Regions from separate parts of the Mus musculus genome. Here regions 1 and 3 are each linked to region 2. A link is a contact called in public HiChIP or PLAC-seq data. All regions are on one chromosome and are shown on one strand. Each heading gives the region's core, a stretch centred on a gene start, on an enhancer-like site or on the middle of the called end of the contact. The rest is flanking DNA. Distances are from core to core; before and after follow the strand shown.

Region 1 (2,700 bases), core at 96-2,595, 130 kb after region 2:
TGGAATGCAATACAAATTTTATGCAAATAGTTCTTGGGCTATATTTCATAGGAAATAAGAATGAGAAAAGGTCTATGCATACATTAAGAACAGGTGCAAATTTTTTTCAGAATATTTAAAAATCTACCGTTGGTTGATTCTGCAGGTGCATGGATACAGGAAGGGGAGGGGGTATATGTGCATGTACACCTCTGTGTATGTGTTCATGGAGTATGCATGTGTGTGGTGTGTGTCTTAAGGCACTCTTTCTATGCATTTGGAACAATAACTTCCAGCTGCCATACTTTTCAGTGACATAAAGCAGAAGGCGTCTGTCTAACTTGGAATCTTTTGTACACAGTATGCTTAATAGATACTAGTACATGAGAGCTCTGCATCCTACACTTAGCAATGGAATACTTGGTATTAAATGAGGAAAGAGGGGTGGTCTTCATGTCACTTACAGTTATTTCTCATGCAGGTGACCCATGTCAGAAGCCCCGGGTCTATTTTTGATGAAAGGGGGGAAAGAAAAGCAGTTGTGACCCTGAGTAAAACCAAAGTGACCTCTATCTTCAGGATCAGTCAGAATCAGGACTCAGTTTCTTGTCTGAGCTATTTCCATGGAGATGGGCTATCTCAGGTGCAAATAAGGATTACAGGCTGACTCCTCCACAGGTCTAGGCTAGAAGCTGCAAACCCAGGCAGCTTGAGTGAGGGAAAAGCAGGCCCCGGAAGTCAAGAGTGACTTCCTCTGAGAAGGAGAGGCAAAGGTGAACAGCAGGCCAAGCCATCAGGCACAGACACACACACACACAGACACACACAGAGACACACACACACAGACACACACACACACACAGACACACACACACACACACACAGAGACACACACACACACAGACACACACACAGACACACACACACAGACACAGACACACACACACACAGACACACACACACACACACACACACACACATTGCTATGGAATGAAGGATAAAAGTGGAGTCCATATGACCCACAGCAGAAAGGAGGTTACTGAGGTAGGAAGGCAACTGCTAATCAGAAAGATATAAAAAATTGGAAAATGAATAATTTAAGTTGGGCTACACAGTGAACTTGTGCCCAATGTAAGCCACACAGCTGAGAGAGAGAGAGAGAGAGAGAGAGAGAGAGAGAGAGAGAGAGAGAGAGAGAGAGGTAAAGCAAGGCCCTTGCAGTACTCAGAGTAGAGGTCCTGCTACACATTAATGCGTACTGTAAGAAAAGGGATGAGGCTATGCAAGGTTCAAGAGAGAGACTCAGAAACCTCCTTCCTCCCAGGAAATACTATTTTTAGTTTTAAAACCACATTCAATGAGCTGCCGTTCAGGTGACTAAAGGATCAAAAGACTCGTCATCAGCTTCCTACCACTAACCTTGCGGGGCCTGCCTATCCCCAGGCTTACCCAGCATACTGGCATCTTCCAAGTTTCCAAACCTTCCAAATACTTCAGTTCGTTTTCTTCCCCATTTGTAATAGGAGATTATGGAGAGAGATTTGTAAAATGTTAAATTTCCTTTCATTTTTCAAAGCTTTGGAATGATACCAGCATTTGATCAAGAAAAGACAGCTCATTGTTCTCTGTTTTTTTCTTTTTCCCTCACAGAAAATTTATGTCTCAAAAGATTTTTTTTAAAGAAAAATGATTTAATACGGCTTCTCGCTAGCCCAGAATCCTGCTATAAATTTAAAATTCATCCTCATACAATGTTAATTATAAGATAAGTAATCTGCCTTGTCCATTTAATTCTATCCTATTTATCTTCTCAAGTGGAATGGCACATGGCAAACATCATTTAGGGGATTTTATTAATAAAGACCTAATCCCACAGCCTGTCGGACATGGCTCAGAATAACATTTTAACCACAGGAAAGTTCAGTGAATATGACACCCTATCAATGGCCAGAACTGTCCCCCCCCCACCTCCTGTGAGGTAGTAAGTCACCTTGAGGGGGTGGGGGTTAGACCCTGTTACTTAGCTGGAAGAGGTCACAAGAGAGGCCAGCCCCTGTCCTCTGTCCTCTGGATGTGCAACAGGGCTGGACAGCTTTGCTTGGCTGCTGGATGAGACGGCACACACCAGGAGGTTAGGAAAGGAAGACACGTTAAAGCACAGGGAAGGTGTAGAGAGCCCAACTGCTTTGCCGAGGCAGTCAGGGTACAGGGTTGCTTAAGGTAGCTTCGTGTGCTGATCTGGGAACTTTAACCACATTGTATAATTTTGTTTATCTTTGCCTAACCCTCAGGAAGGTATGAGTCCCAAGCAAATACTTCCCAATAAAGTTTGCCTACTGGACAGCTAGCCTTCTCCCCTTCCCCCCAACCCCCCACATCCAAGTTTAGTAACATAGGTTCTGGCCATAATTTCTGCAACCTCCCCTTATGTATTTATAAGTTTTGAGATAAGGTCTTGCCAAGGAGCACATGCTGGCCTTCAAATGGAGGGCCTGCAAGTGTCAGCCCCCCCAGAGCTGGAATACACACTCACATCACCTGTTGCCCAGGCCATCTTGATTTAGACAAATTTCTGTGGCACCTGTGATGGCACTCAGGAAAGACGTCTGCTGTTAATCTCTAAGGCCTTTGAAAAACCACTGAGGTTCCTGGATTTTGCAAATTCCCCTGCAATCTTGCCACGACTGAAAATGGAGGTATCAACTGGAACAGGCTGCAAAC
Region 2 (2,813 bases), core at 112-2,611:
AGGAACAGTGTCACAAAAGCAAAGGAAAGAAAGAAAGGAAGGGAACACGTATTACGATTCCTATCTTTAAGTAAAGAAAAGCTCCCACGTCAATTCTTCCGCCATACTAAGACCGTCTAAGACCAGAGTAAGTCTAAGTAAGGAGAAGATAATGTGAAGAAAGAAGGCTGGCTGTGCTGGTGAATAAGATGAAAGGCGGGGAGAAAAGTGATGGGAAAAGCCCTTTATTCTTGGTTGTGTCAATAGTAAGAGGGAAGAAAGAGACCAGCGCAGAAAGCCCAGGATGAAAGGGATGGAAATGCTTCTGCCAGAGAAGCGATTGCCTTCTGATCACTATACATGAGGCCAATTAGAGACCATCGAGATTGATTTTTGTTCCTGGCTTGTAGAATCAATCGCATGATGTTCGAGCTGTCCCAGCTCTGGGGATCGTACATCGGGAGAGTGGTGCAGCCTCCCAGAAGGCACTTTGTTTTAAAACATTTCTTTTCCCAATGATTAATATAGAAAGCAGGAGAATGATGGGATGACAGAAAGCCACCTCGCGCTACAGAAGTCTGTGATGTTAAGTGGATTGAGTTCATGGTGAAAGATGTGGACAATGCTGATGACTTGTGTGCATGTCCCAGGCAAGCTGGAGACCAGATCAGGGCGTACAGCCCATGGCTGAGAAGTTGAGGAGCAACTGCTAAAACCTTAAAATGCCTGATGAAGAACAATGTGTCTGTAGGCTTCAAAGGACAGCTTTACAAATAAAAGCAGAAATGATGAAACAGGCTATTCAGAAACACCAGAACCCGGAGGAAATGCCTCCAAGAGGGAAGGGACGTGAAGTGATGTTTAAAAAGCATCTGATTCCCTAGCTGGTGAAACAGGGCAGTGGGGTGTGACAACAACTGCAGAAGTCCTTGTCCCATCCCACCTCTGACATCAAAACAAAGGCGGGCTCTGGTCTTGAGCACTGGGAGCGGCAGCTCTACAACTGATTTCTGCATTAAAAGAACAGTCTTCCAAAGAGATTGTTATATGGTGAGGGAGCAGGAAATGGAGCTGTATAGAATGGAGAATGGTTTGAAATGATAGCCTGTCATTTTATTTCCCTTTTGGAACTGCTTTTTGTAATCCTCCATTCTCCAGGAAGCCCCAAGTGGACAAAGGAGGCGAGTCATTTGCGTCACAAAAAACGGTCCGTCCTTTAGGGGATGCTAGTGGAATTTGACTTAAATTAGTCATGCAAAAAATCTTGACATGTTTGACTTTTGAAAAAGGCTAAAAAGAAACTTGGACCATTCCAGGGTACACTATCAGTCGGGTTTAAGTAAGCATCTTAATTGCCAAAAGTCCAACTCACTGCCCTGATAACAGCACTGTGTAAACCCCGTATGTTCTTAGCAAGCCTCTGATAGTTCTGAATTCCTCACACCACCCAGCTCTGGCCTCCTTGCATGACTCTGCTCCATGTTTGCTGATTACCCACTGTTGCTTGGCTGCACTCAGTGCCAGGGAGGAACTTAAATGATGGTGTCTCTGGGGTATCCATTCTTTTAGAGAAAGACCCATAAGTGACAATTAATAATTTAGGGAAGCATACTAGGAGACGTATTTAACAGGTCAATCCCCTCTTATCTGTGCTTTTTCCCTATGAGTTTCAGTCAATCATGGTCTGAAAATGTTAAATTCCAGAAGTAAACAGTTCAGAAGTTTAAAATAACACATTCCAGTATAGTTTTAAAATTGCTTCTTTATTATGAGTTTTTATTCTTTTACTGTACCTAACTTATATGCTAAACCTTATTGTAGCTAAGTAGGCTATGTCAGGGTTAGCATGCATCACTCTCTTGGGGATCTACCAGATGTCTGGAAATGTATCCTTTGTGGACAAGAAGGGGTGACTTTACTAGAGACAGAACAAACAGGGTGACAGGACAGGGACTATCTGACAGCTGGGGGTGTGGTGCTTATGCACATTGGGTCCAGGGAGGGCCTGGGACTCAGTGACACTGGATCTGAAACTCAGACAGGCAAAGGTGTGGGACCTGTTGGAGAATTATCTGGAAGTAAGGTTGGCAACTTCTAAGAATGGAAGAGAACGTCGTGAGGGTGGGGAGCGGCAAGCCAGGATTTTCAGACCTATGCACACTGAATGAAGCAGACCTGAAAGGGAGCGAGCCTTTCACCAGCCTAGGTGCCATCCACTCGCAGAAGCCAAGCAGACGGGTGGGTAGAGGTGCTGAGAGCCCAGAGGAGAGGTCTCGGTTAAAGAGACAGGTTCTGGGGAAAATTTTCTGCACAGTTCCTGGTAGACTCCCCCAACATACATTTGGTAATTAATGAATGCTTAAGAAGTGACAGATTGGTAATTCGTGGAAAGGGCAAGAGAGGCTTTTGTTTTCTGGAAGAAGTTTTGAATCTGGTAGCAAGGAGTGTTCTGGAAATGCATGCAGAACCCAGGTGCTGTGGTGGCTCGCTAAGAATTAATTTACAATGATGAATCTTGAGAAAGCTACGGAGCATTCTTTCCATGGCTGAATCTTCCTGGCGTAGTCGGCACCATTGTTCAGCTGCTGGTACCTTCTGGTTCTCATCCTCAGGATGGCTTTCTGTCATCCCAGTGGTTTGACTGCAGACCTGGGCATCTTGCTCAGTTCATTATCACTGCCGCTTTTCTCGCCCAGTCAGGGATTGCTGTCATTACCCTGACTGTTCCTAGTGACTGTCTCTCAACCTGCTCTCCATAGGTGAACCGGCTCTTGCACATTAACTGAGCACCTGCTACATATGCATCAGGCATCAATGTTTGTCCCATTTGTAGC
Region 3 (2,710 bases), core at 7-2,506, 160 kb after region 2:
CTCAATTGTGGACACCATACAGTAGTAACACACTGAGCATTCCCACCAGGACTTGAAGACTGTTGTCTTGGACCCTTGAGTTCTGTATACCATGCCAAATGTCTTACCAGCCATCCCTTCAGGGTTTCTTATTAAAGTTTTCAGTGACCAAAGGGGTAGTAGAACTGTACCTAATGCATCAGTCTGATTAGAAACCTGTCATGTTCAGAAACCAGAGGGGCTGCCTCCATTGATTCTTATGCATTCACATTCATTATCATTTTTTTCTGTTCAATTAGACCTGCTGATCAACCATAGAAAAGCTTGAAAGCCCTTCTTTCACCCAGCCACATTTAACACTGAAAAAAAAAGAAGCCTTGAAAGTAAAATTACAGCCCCCACCGCCCCCCTCCCGCGCGCACACATGTTCTCTGTGTCTGTCTCACAGTCTCTCTGTCTCTGTCTGTCCCTACACACACACACACACACACACACACACACACACACTCACACACACACACTAAACACGCCAGGAGTCAGAGGCTGGGCTCAACCTCCATTCCACTATCCCACTTCAGTCAGATGAGCAAGACACATTTTCGTCCTGGCTGCTCTCTCAAACCCATACCCCAAGCGAGTGTCTCCAAGGAGCTAATTTCTGAAACAAACAAAGAAATCCGAGTCTGCAAGGAGCTGGGGTTTGCACCCTTCTTTGGCTCTGAGTATCCAAGGTTTCTGGCACCAAGGCAGACAGGTCCCGAGCCCAGCTGTGCCCTCAGCTTCCCTGCGCCTTCTGCCCCTGTTCCAGCTGTGCAGAAAGTGCAAGGCTGCTGGCAGCTACTGCTCGCCAGGAGCCCCAGACTCCAGGTCCGCACGCCTAGGACACCACCGAGTCCCACCACTACACTGTCACCGCTCAGACGCAAAGGTGTTGACCACCTTAACAAGTGTCCCAGTGACGCTCGTGTCCCGCGCCACGCTCTCCTAGAGCGGGAGGGACGGCCACAGGTAGACTCTCCATCCCAGCACGGGCGCCCGCGCGCTGAAACTCACCAGAGGACACGGAGGAGCCGGACAGACTAGAGTTGCTGGATGCTGCCATCTCGGCGCCGCGCGTCACCGCTCTCTCAGTCCTGGTGCGGGCGGCGTCGCCGCTGCCCTCGGCCGGCTGCTCGCAGCCCGCGCGGCCCCCAGCCCATGGCAAAGTCCTGGGGACGCGCGGGAAGCACCGGCCTCCGGACTCTGCCTGTACTTCCTGCTCCGCCAGATGACGCGCTGCCGCCGCCGCTATTTATTCGTGCTCGCCGTCCCTCTCGGCGCCTGGGCGCACTCCGCTGCGGGCGTCGAGGTGGCAGGGGCACAGCGAGGCCAAGGCGGCCGGCCAGGAGGATGGGACCACCTCTCTCGGCGTCCCCGCTGTCCCCGCCGCGGGCCCGCTCCCTGCGCGCGACTGGAACCTGGGCGCCCTTCGGCTCCCGGCACTGACTCTAGGGATCCAGCCTCTCCCGCCGCCGCACTTCGAGCGGCCCGGGCAAAGGCGGGGGAGACAGATAGACAGCGACCTCCCCCTTCTCCCTCCTCCCCAACTCGGCTCGCGCGCGCACACAAAGGAAGGAGAGGAACGCCGGCGCTCCGGGCTGAATCCGCTCGGCCGGCTTGACAGCTCCTGCAACCCTGGCTGCAGGGGGAGGCTGCAGACCAAGGGGTGGAGACCATCAGGACTCGGAGCCTGCCCCGAGGTGTTGGGCACGCCGCCAGGGACGCGAGGCGGGCCGGGCAGCAGTGTACAGTGCTGCTTCCCGAATTAGAAGGGGATGGAGGGGTCGTAGGAGGAAGGTGGTGGGACTGGCAGCAAGCTCTAGGTTTGGATCAGCCACACAGCTCGGGGGAGGGGGTGCAGGGGTGGGGGTACTTCCAGAAGGAGAAGACAAGGTCTCTAAGGATTACGTGCGGGTTTGGAGCAGGCCAGGATGCCACCAAGGCTGGGAAGCGCCCTTCCCATCACCCTTTAATTTGTCCTTTGTTGGTCAGGAACCGAAGGTCCCTGCCCTGCCACAAGAAGCGTCTCCTAAAGCAGAGAGAGCTGATCTAGCTACACTTAAGTACCCCAGACACTGGCAGGGACAGTGCCCCCAAAGTCCACTATGCTTCTGAGACCGGTGCTAAAAGAAATAGAGACATCCCAAAGGTGGCATCGGTCTTACACAAAGAAAGTGGTTCTCTGCCCCTTGGTAGGATCTTCACAAAAGACTGACTCTGCAGCAGGTGCGACTGAATCCTTTAAGGATAAGGAATTGCCTAGGTGTACCGGAGAAAGGGACTGGAGCCGGTGTGTGCCATCCTCCTGTATTTAAACCTAAATTAATTTTACTGGAAGGAAATGTCATGCAGATATATATTTTTTAAAATCCGTTTCACGCTCCCAGCAGGGTAATCGGTTCTTTCATTCCTAAAGCTACAGAAAAACTGTGAAATTTGAACAGAAATTGTTAGATCAAAGGGAAAAAAAGCAAACATTAAAGGAATGAAAGTACTCTCATTATAGAGCAAAACGGAAAGTGTTCTCATTGGGAGCGGCACGATTTGAAAAACATGGCTAAAAAGGACATAGTCCATTTGAAAATGATCAGGAGTGACTCTGGAACAGCAGCGAGGTCCTGGGGGCCTCCACATCGGAAGAGGACCTCATGTACAGTGAATAATAAATGTTAAAGGATCATGATATGCACTC

Evidence for each region. HiChIP or PLAC-seq counts read pairs in DNA pulled down with a chosen protein or histone mark.
Region 1: a contact with region 2 is called in a FOXA1 HiChIP or PLAC-seq map of pancreatic cancer cells. The contact joins two enhancer-like sites. A contact is called at or near these places in 1 of 484 Hi-C or Micro-C datasets (liver) and 4 of 115 datasets of contacts at active chromatin or transcription factors (embryonic basal ganglia, embryonic stem cells, pancreatic cancer cells and 1 more).
Region 3: a contact with region 2 is called in a FOXA1 HiChIP or PLAC-seq map of pancreatic cancer cells. The contact joins the promoter of Chn2 here to the enhancer-like site in region 2. A contact is called at or near these places in 10 of 39 promoter capture datasets (the C10 cell line, the HPC-7 cell line, HPC-7-derived erythroid cells and 6 more), 6 of 484 Hi-C or Micro-C datasets (the HL-1 cell line, bone marrow-derived macrophages, embryonic stem cells and 3 more), 22 of 115 datasets of contacts at active chromatin or transcription factors (bone marrow-derived macrophages, a colorectal cancer cell line, craniofacial prominence and 16 more) and 3 of 9 other capture datasets (adipose tissue, liver and pancreatic islet).

Annotation. Positions count from the first base shown.
Region 1 is chr6:54,067,721-54,070,420 of GRCm38.p6, reverse strand. All of the region lies in intron 1 of Chn2 (chimerin 2), which reads right to left. Among named protein-coding and RNA genes, the nearest start is that of Chn2, 29 kb to the right of the region's middle. Within about 2 kb of position 1,345, at least 23 of the 459 cell types and tissues checked have an H3K27ac peak or open chromatin away from gene starts, as enhancers often do. A contact at or near this core is called in liver and pancreatic cancer cells, where this site is marked.
Region 2 is chr6:54,198,284-54,201,096 of GRCm38.p6, reverse strand. All of the region lies in intron 3 of Chn2 (chimerin 2), which reads right to left. Among named protein-coding and RNA genes, the nearest start is that of 9530036M11Rik, 47 kb to the right of the region's middle. Within about 2 kb of position 1,361, at least 14 of the 459 cell types and tissues checked have an H3K27ac peak or open chromatin away from gene starts, as enhancers often do. A contact at or near this core is called in the HL-1 cell line, granulosa cells, hepatocytes and 2 more, where this site is marked.
Region 3 is chr6:54,038,478-54,041,187 of GRCm38.p6, reverse strand. Chn2 (chimerin 2) reads right to left here and starts at 1,256. Exons shown (of 13, transcript NM_001163640.1): 1 at 1,033-1,256. The coding sequence starts at 1,081.